2 separate regions of the Drosophila melanogaster genome follow, and region 2 is linked to region 1. The links are chromatin contacts, called in public Hi-C maps. All regions are on one chromosome and are shown on one strand. Each heading gives the region's core, a stretch centred on a gene start, on an enhancer-like site or on the middle of the called end of the contact. The rest is flanking DNA. Distances are from core to core; before and after follow the strand shown.

Evidence for each region. A called contact is a pair of places that touch in the nucleus more often than the background predicts.
Region 2: a contact with region 1 is called in a Hi-C map of the Kc167 cell line, with 3 times the contacts expected there. The contact joins the promoter of Rab18 here to the promoter of Usp16-45 in region 1. A contact is called at or near these places in 26 of 107 Hi-C or Micro-C datasets (the Clone 8 cell line, the D17-c3 cell line, the Kc167 cell line and 9 more) and 1 of 6 datasets of contacts at active chromatin or transcription factors (the Kc167 cell line).

Annotation. Positions count from the first base shown.
Region 1 is chrX:5,419,714-5,423,393 of dm6, reverse strand. Usp16-45 (Ubiquitin specific protease 16/45) reads right to left here and starts at 1,861. Exons shown (of 5, transcript NM_167037.2): 1 at 1,727-1,861; 2 at 377-814; 3 at 1-275. The coding sequence starts at 772. spoon (spoonbill) reads left to right here and starts at 3,058. Exons shown (of 5, transcript NM_167034.2): 1 at 3,058-3,200. The coding sequence starts at 3,156.
Region 2 is chrX:5,670,247-5,673,926 of dm6, reverse strand. It overlaps Rab18, which reads left to right and starts at 2,115. Exons shown (of 3, transcript NM_080005.4): 1 at 2,115-2,324; 2 at 2,414-2,846; 3 at 2,911-3,100. The coding sequence starts at 2,266. The coding sequence ends at 3,012. It overlaps CG4119, which reads right to left. Exons shown (of 6, transcript NM_001297970.1): 6 at 3,275-3,680. It overlaps RpL35 (Ribosomal protein L35), which reads right to left and starts at 1,526. Exons shown (of 3, transcript NM_001297971.1): 1 at 1,405-1,526; 2 at 793-929; 3 at 380-710. The coding sequence starts at 1,407. The coding sequence ends at 479. It overlaps Tre1 (Trapped in endoderm 1), which reads left to right. Exons shown (of 7, transcript NM_080053.4): 7 at 1-97.

The sequences.
Region 1 (3,680 bases), core at 612-3,111:
CTACTGCTGGAGTCGTCAAATGATCCGCCAGTCATTGGCACTATTGGTGTGAGATGCTCCAGCGCGGCTTTAAGCTTCTCCTCGATGTAGCTAATCGTTGGCGTACTGGGCGTAACCGTGCTAGTGGGCGGCTTCTGGGCCAATTTCTTGACCAGCTCCACGCACTCAAGCAGGTTTTTGCGCAGATTGGAGCAGATCTTCATGTCGCACTCATAGCACCAGATGTCGAAGGAGCGCGTATTCATGGCCAGGGCATGTGAGTCCGAATGAGGTGTCTGGAACACACAGAACGATTACAGCTTCTACCATATGGAATATCAATGTAAAACGAGAATGTCGTTTGCAACTGGCTTAAGTGAACTAGATCCCTGCTCACCTGGTAGTGTTCTAAGGCGTGCTTGTGGCGTGCCCTCCCGCACAGCTGGCTGCCGCACTTGAGGCACAGCCACAGGGTGTTGTCAAATTCGAAGGTGACCGGATTTCCGCCAGGACCGACAGCTCCTTCACTCGCTCCCGCTCCCGCAGCGCTGCCCGCTGTCTTGCCCAGCTTCTGACATTGGCTGCACTCGTAGAGTAGACCCGTGGACTTCAGTAGACGCCTTAGTCGGGCCGCGTCCACCGCCTTCTTGATGTGCTGGCAGCTGGCGGTGGTGGGGGTGGCGCCATCCGACTGACCGGGCGAGCCGAGTCCTTTTCGATGATGCAGATCCTCATTGCCGGAATCCGTTGAGCAATCGTGGTCGCGACTGTCCGCCTGACGCTTCTTTACCATGGCAAGGTAGCTGCTTGGCCTTGGCCTCCTTGTGGGCGCGCTCTGGAAGGAATATGTAGCGTTCCAATCACAGATTCAAATCTTCGAATTGCTTCGAATGCAATCGTTATAGTCACAACCCTGCTGCTGCTCTTCCGATTCGGCTATCGATGTGTATAACTGGCAACGGGATTGAATTCGATTGGAACTCGCACCGACAGACTGACCCTATTGGCTTTGTTTGCTTTGTTGTCTTTCGTCACGTTTGGAACTGTGACCCAGGATTTGAGGTTAAGTTCGTCGCCCCGCTGCCAGCCAGCGAAATTGAGTGCCCCCGCTGTTTGACCACCCAAACATACATACATATATGTATTACCCTTTTTGCGATGATTTCTCGAAAATCCAAAGGACCCCGAACTCATACACGCACCCAACCAATCAAGCCCATACGCACGCACACATAGACACGAACTGTGATTACCCCCACACACATGCACAACAGGATCTGAGTAGTACCTTGAATTTACTCGCTGCGATATGCGTTGCACGTAAGCACACAACATATATGTTTTACAGCACTTTTATGCACTTTTTTTTATTCGTATATGCGTAAATAGAAAACGTGAACGACGTGACCAAGTGTGACCGTTGCTTATTTGGGTCGCAACTCCCGCGTGTGGTCAATTTCAAATTTTTAGGCTGTTGCTTCACCTCTCTGTTCGATGGCTTCCTCTTCTTCTGACCGCAATGGTATTCAAGTTTGGAACAACAACAATGTGCAAGTTCAAAGTCAGAAAATGACAAATAACCGAAAGGCACACAAAAAACAATCCTAAACATGTTTGCTTGCATGCCGAGACACGCACATACATCAATATTCATGTATAAACAAGCTTACAGTGTAGGAAATATAAAAAATTACAAAACTAGAACTGTGATTACCCACACACATGCACAACAAGATCTGCCTACTACCTTAAATTTACTCGCTGCGATATGTGTAGCACATGAGCACACAACATATATGTTTTATAGCACTTTTAGGCGCTTTTTATTCGTTTATGCGTAAATAGAAAACGTGAACGACGTGACCAAGTGTGACCGTTGCTTATTTTCGTCGCAAATCTCGCGTGTGGTCAATTTGAACCGTTGTCAGAAACTATAGGGTCTCGAAACATGTGCAAATAATTCATTTATATCATTCAACTTATGCTGCAAATAATTGCTATTATTATTATTTTAATTAATTATCCACACTGCTTATGTTCTTCGCTCAAACAGGAGGTAATTAAATCATTGAAGGGATTTCAAAAATCTATGTATGCATTCACTACTAACTAGCTTGGTCTTTTTTTTATTTTGCGCCGCTTTATAAATTTAAAAAAATATCATTTGGAATTACACACATCACTGTGTTAAATTAAAAAGAAGATTTTTAGTGATTGTTTTCTTTGAGATATTGAAGTCGCTATCTGCTCCTATATAAATATTATTTCGAAATTATCGATTTATAGTGCGCTATACTGACAAAAAATAGGCTGAAATTCGCATGAACAAGCATATTGTGGTAAGACAAAATGAAATCAGAACTTCCCAAGAACTACGTTGGAAAATTACAAATGCCCAAAAGTATTGCTCCACAAAATATCGTAACGAAATATCGCGAAATTTGCAACACTTTTGTGCACATTCGGTGGCAACGCCGCCTAAGAAAATACCTATTGCCCCAATCGATACCTATCGATGAGCGTGGGCAGCCCTGTTTGTGCATGTGCTGCCATTCGATTTGATAACCAGCACTCCGTGCACACGTTTTTCGGCTTTCTAGAAATAATTGGGCTGCGATTCAAACTGTGAAGTGATTTTTTCTATATTTTTTTTTTGTGTGCACAAAGGCTCTTGTAATTCGAGGATTTGGCCATCGCGAGTGCGGGTGATTAAGCAGGCAGCTCCGATTGCCAGAGTTTTGCGGATGCATGGCAACACTGCCGCACGCCGGCCATGTTATTGTGATTTGTAAAAGGTGGAACGTAGACACGTGTTTAATTCGTGCAGCACTTTAGCGTTGAGAAAACGACAGTAAATCGCCAGCAAATAAGCAAAAACAATACACAACTCGCGTGTGCAGTAGATAGCTTTGAAAGCACCCAAAGATAGTGAGCAAAATAAGTTACCCAAGCGGTTCACAAAGGTAAGAAATCGCAGCACGCGGAACATAACCTAGTACAAAAAAAGTGCGTGTGTGTGTTTGCCAAAACAGAGAGATGTGACGGAAAATGGTGTCATGTTCTGTTCTGTGTGGATTTGTTCCAATGTCCGTGTCTTGAGCTCTATTCGCACCTCTTTCCCGGTACCATAGCCAACGTTTTAACTACCTTTTTTTTGTCAACTTTTTGTTAAGTGTATGACTCTGCCTTGCCGCTGTTGTTGTTGTTCCGGCAAAGTGACAGTAAGTGGTTATGGAAAAAATTTGGAGTTCAATTCGGCGATTACACAATGACAGCACTCACACACACACACACCCACAATCGCACGCATACACATGCCGAGCATAAGTGCGTCTGTGTGTGTTACAGCTTTCACCGTTAATGTTCGGTTTTTTTACGCCTGAAAGAGAACAAAGGCGAAAAGGAGCTGCCACTCCCACAAAGAAAACATTGCGTCTATGCATACATACATATGTATACACATATAAAGTAGTATATCCCCCGATTATACAATCCCCGCCCATTTTTGGCCACCATATGATCGGAAACCACGTTGCCAAGATTATAACAATGTGGACTTTTTCGGCTAGCTGGCAATGTTGTTGCACCTGATTTGTTGTTGTTTTGGTGCTCTCTTCTGGCTTGCCTCTCTGTGTCGCTCATTCTCGCTTGTTCGGGGGAATTTCAAATTTTTAGGCTGTTGCTTCACCTCCCCGTTCGAC
Region 2 (3,680 bases), core at 866-3,365, 250 kb before region 1:
CCTACTTATTACTTGTTAGTTCATAATTATTTACGATGTATGGCCGTGCTTACATCAAAGACAATCGAATTAAATACATATACGTAGACCAATTGAGAATTCTGGTGTTTTTCAAGTTTGCATATTCAAAGAAGGCTGAATTAAAGATTGAACTTAAGATTTGCCATTACTTCTACAAGGCGCTAACTCAACGTTTTTGCTCTATAATGATCTTAAGGACCACAAGTAGTTAAGTAGATCCCATTGGATCCGACTAACATATGTAGAACAGGGAATGCGGCACTTGTTTTTTTGTTTTTTAACTAATTTCCATGAACCCATGGCCAAAGCCATGTGCCACTCGCGTTTTTTCGGTCACAAAATCAAACACGCATCGCTATTTTCACTTTAAAAAAAAGATTTTATTTAGTTTTTCTTCTTCATTGTACCGAAGAACCCTTAACGCGCACTATAGACAGTCGGAGTATCTGGATGCATTCTAGGCCTTGACGGCGAACTTCCTCTGGGGGAAGACGGAGCGCTTGCGGATCTCCTTGAGGGTCTTGCGGTTGGCGTCGCGCGGAGACAGGGCCTTGCGGATAGCGCGGGTCTTCTTCTTGCGCAGATCCAGGGGCTTGTACTTCTTGTTCTTGAAGACCTTGCGCAGATTCTCCTTCTGCTTCTGGTGCATCACAATGTAGACGCGAGCGATGGCCTTGCGGACAACGCGGCTGTATGGATAAGAACGCACATAAATGCACAAAACACCGGAATTAGTTCGTGACGCTTGTCGTTGTGCCGCGGCATACTCACATCTTGGAGAGCTTGGAGGGAGCTCCGCCGGTCACCTTGGCCACGCGCAGGCTGAGCAACTCATTCTTGAGCTCATCCAATTGCTTGGTGAGTTCCTTCTTGTCCTTGATCCTCAGCTCGGAGCACTTAACCTTCACCTGGACGGGAGCACAAACAAACGGGCAGAAAACAAGAACATTAGTATCGCTGCACTGCAAATGGCATGTTCATTGGCCCTTGGGCTGAGAGCATCGGGTGTCGATGGGTGTAACCAACCAACCATTTTTCTAGCTCTGCTCTTTAACACTCAGCACAGAACAAAAAAACCAACGAATTTTCCGTATTCACTAAACCAGCAAATTAAGAAATTCAGCACGTGGCTTAACGCAACCTCTCCGGAAACGCGGCGAAAAGAAAAGGAAAGAAGAAGAAGCAGAGGTGCTAGGGGTGAGCACAAAATAGTGTGCTAGCGTTGCGCGTCTCAACTAGCGTGGTACTGCATTATTAATCGCATTTTGTGTTAACACCATGAACGGCAGTAATTTGGGGCGCGTTTTAGCCATTACTTTGGCTTTTAATTGTTCGTTTCGTTGTAAAATAGGTTAGAAATCTTTTCGCTCACAAAATACCAACCATTTTTCTCGCTGGTCACGTCAAAAAAGAAAGATGGGACTTGGAGGAAAGAACTAGTTGGTGGTGGCACTATTGTAACTTCGAGCGTCGAACCAGTGGCAACGCTGATATCGAACCGGTTCCGAGTCCGTCATTAAAATAGATAAATCAAATTACTACGATTGCAAAAATATTCAATCACAATATTTACTTTTTTATTTTGCTAATGCCAATGAAAAGCTAAATAATACCATTTTAGAGAGCTATAAAATTAAGACATTACGCGTTTCGGAATTATTTTTCGAGGAAAATTATTTCTTATATAATTTAAACGTTTATATAAAATAATTATAACACCAACTATTTTGAGCGCAGAAGGAATCCTAAATTTATGATATTTTATAATTATTTTTTATAATTAATTTTTTTTTTTTAATTAATTTTTATACAACAATATAAGGAACGCACTGTTACCTATGTGGCAACAAAATTTGATCTGCTTAACGTGTTTTAGTTTTCATTGCGCGTTTATTATGGTAGTAACAACAGAATTATTTTTTTAAATATAGTTAGTCCTCCTAAGTCAAGACCCGATCGGTTTTGTTAAAAGGGTGGAATTAAATTATTTTAAGAAGCTAAATGTGTGTGCAAAAAAGTAGCCAGATTACGGCCACAGGTCACCACTAGATCGAAGTGGCGGTCTGGCAAGGCTGCTGTTACAGTGGTCCATCTCTATCGTGAGAATGTAAACAAAGCAGCAAGGTGGCAACGCCGCACTCACTTACTCCAGATAATCTACATAAATAATACAATTGGCAATATTCTTATCGTTTTAAGTAAATAACAGTAGTGATAAGCATTAAGCGGAGCTCAAACCACACAATGGCTGATCGGGCTATCAAGCTGCTGGTGATCGGGGAAAGCGGCGTGGGCAAGTCCAGGTGCAGTCCCAAGTCCATGGAGCAATTCCACTGCGTATATTACCAAAAGCTTGCATCACTCATCAACTTTCATTATCATTTCATCATAGTTTGATACGTCGCTTCGTGGAGAACAAGTTCGACCAGAACCATGACGTCACGATTGGCATGGACTTCAAGAGCAAAGTGATGCAGGTGGACGGCATAGACTACAAGGTGGCCCTGTGGGATACGGCGGGCGCCGAGAGATTCCGCAGCCTGACGCCCAGTTTCTATCGGAAGGCTCTGGGCGCCATTCTAGTGTACGACATCACCAGCAGGGACAGCCTGGTCAAGCTGGAAACCTGGCTGGCTGAACTGGATAGCTACAGCGACAATCCCAACATTGCCATCATTGTGGTAGGCAACAAGATCGACGAGGAGCGAGTTGTGGATCGCGAGGAGGGTCGAAAGTTTGCCAGGAAGCACAGGGCGCTCTTCATCGAGACCTCAGCCAAATGCGATCAGTTCGTCAGCGATGTGTTCAAAGATGTGGTGGAGAAGGTGAGCTAGCTACCAACCAAATACTTGGCATTCGTGTTTCCAATTATCCACATCCGCTTTGCAGATCGTCTCCTCCGAATACTTCAACAATGGCAATGCCTCCGCCGGTCTGGACATCGCCAGCGATCGGGATCTGGAGGCAAGCGCGTCTACGTGTTACTGTTGATTTCGAATGTTATGCGTGCTTTTGTCAAATTTATATCGTGTATTTATTTAATCGTTTCAATATCACTAGCATAAAGTCAATCAACCTTAACGTTCAATCGTGTACTCCAATCTGAGCAGGGCTATCGATTCACTTAGCTTGCAGGGTTTGCAGATCAGTCAGAATCCTTTTTAAATTCTATCCTTCTAATATTCCTGTACGGCTTATTGTCCATCTGCTTGCATTTCGTCTGCGACCAGTCAAAAGTCAAGTTCAGCATTTTCTTTTCATTATTTTATTGACATGATGATAGTTTTCCATTTGCGTTCACAAACGCAACAAATAAAGTGGAGAATTGGATTAGTGACCAACTGAAATGTACATGGGCTATGCGATTTTTTTTATTTCTATTGCATCTGGTGGTGTAAATTTATAAGTGAGTTCGGTTTATATTTACAATTATCGATGATTAATATTTATTAATTAACGCTAACAAGGTGGATTTAGAAATCAATGAAGCTGTTCTTCACGATTGGCTCGCTCGCTATTCATCAATTTCTTGTAAATCCCTTGCACGCGACGGATGCTTAGAAAACAAAGCTGGACATTTGGCCGCAACAATTCCCGGAGCACGCCCCTTATGTACATTTTTGTAATCGCATAGGTTCCGTAAGAGTAACTTAGAATCT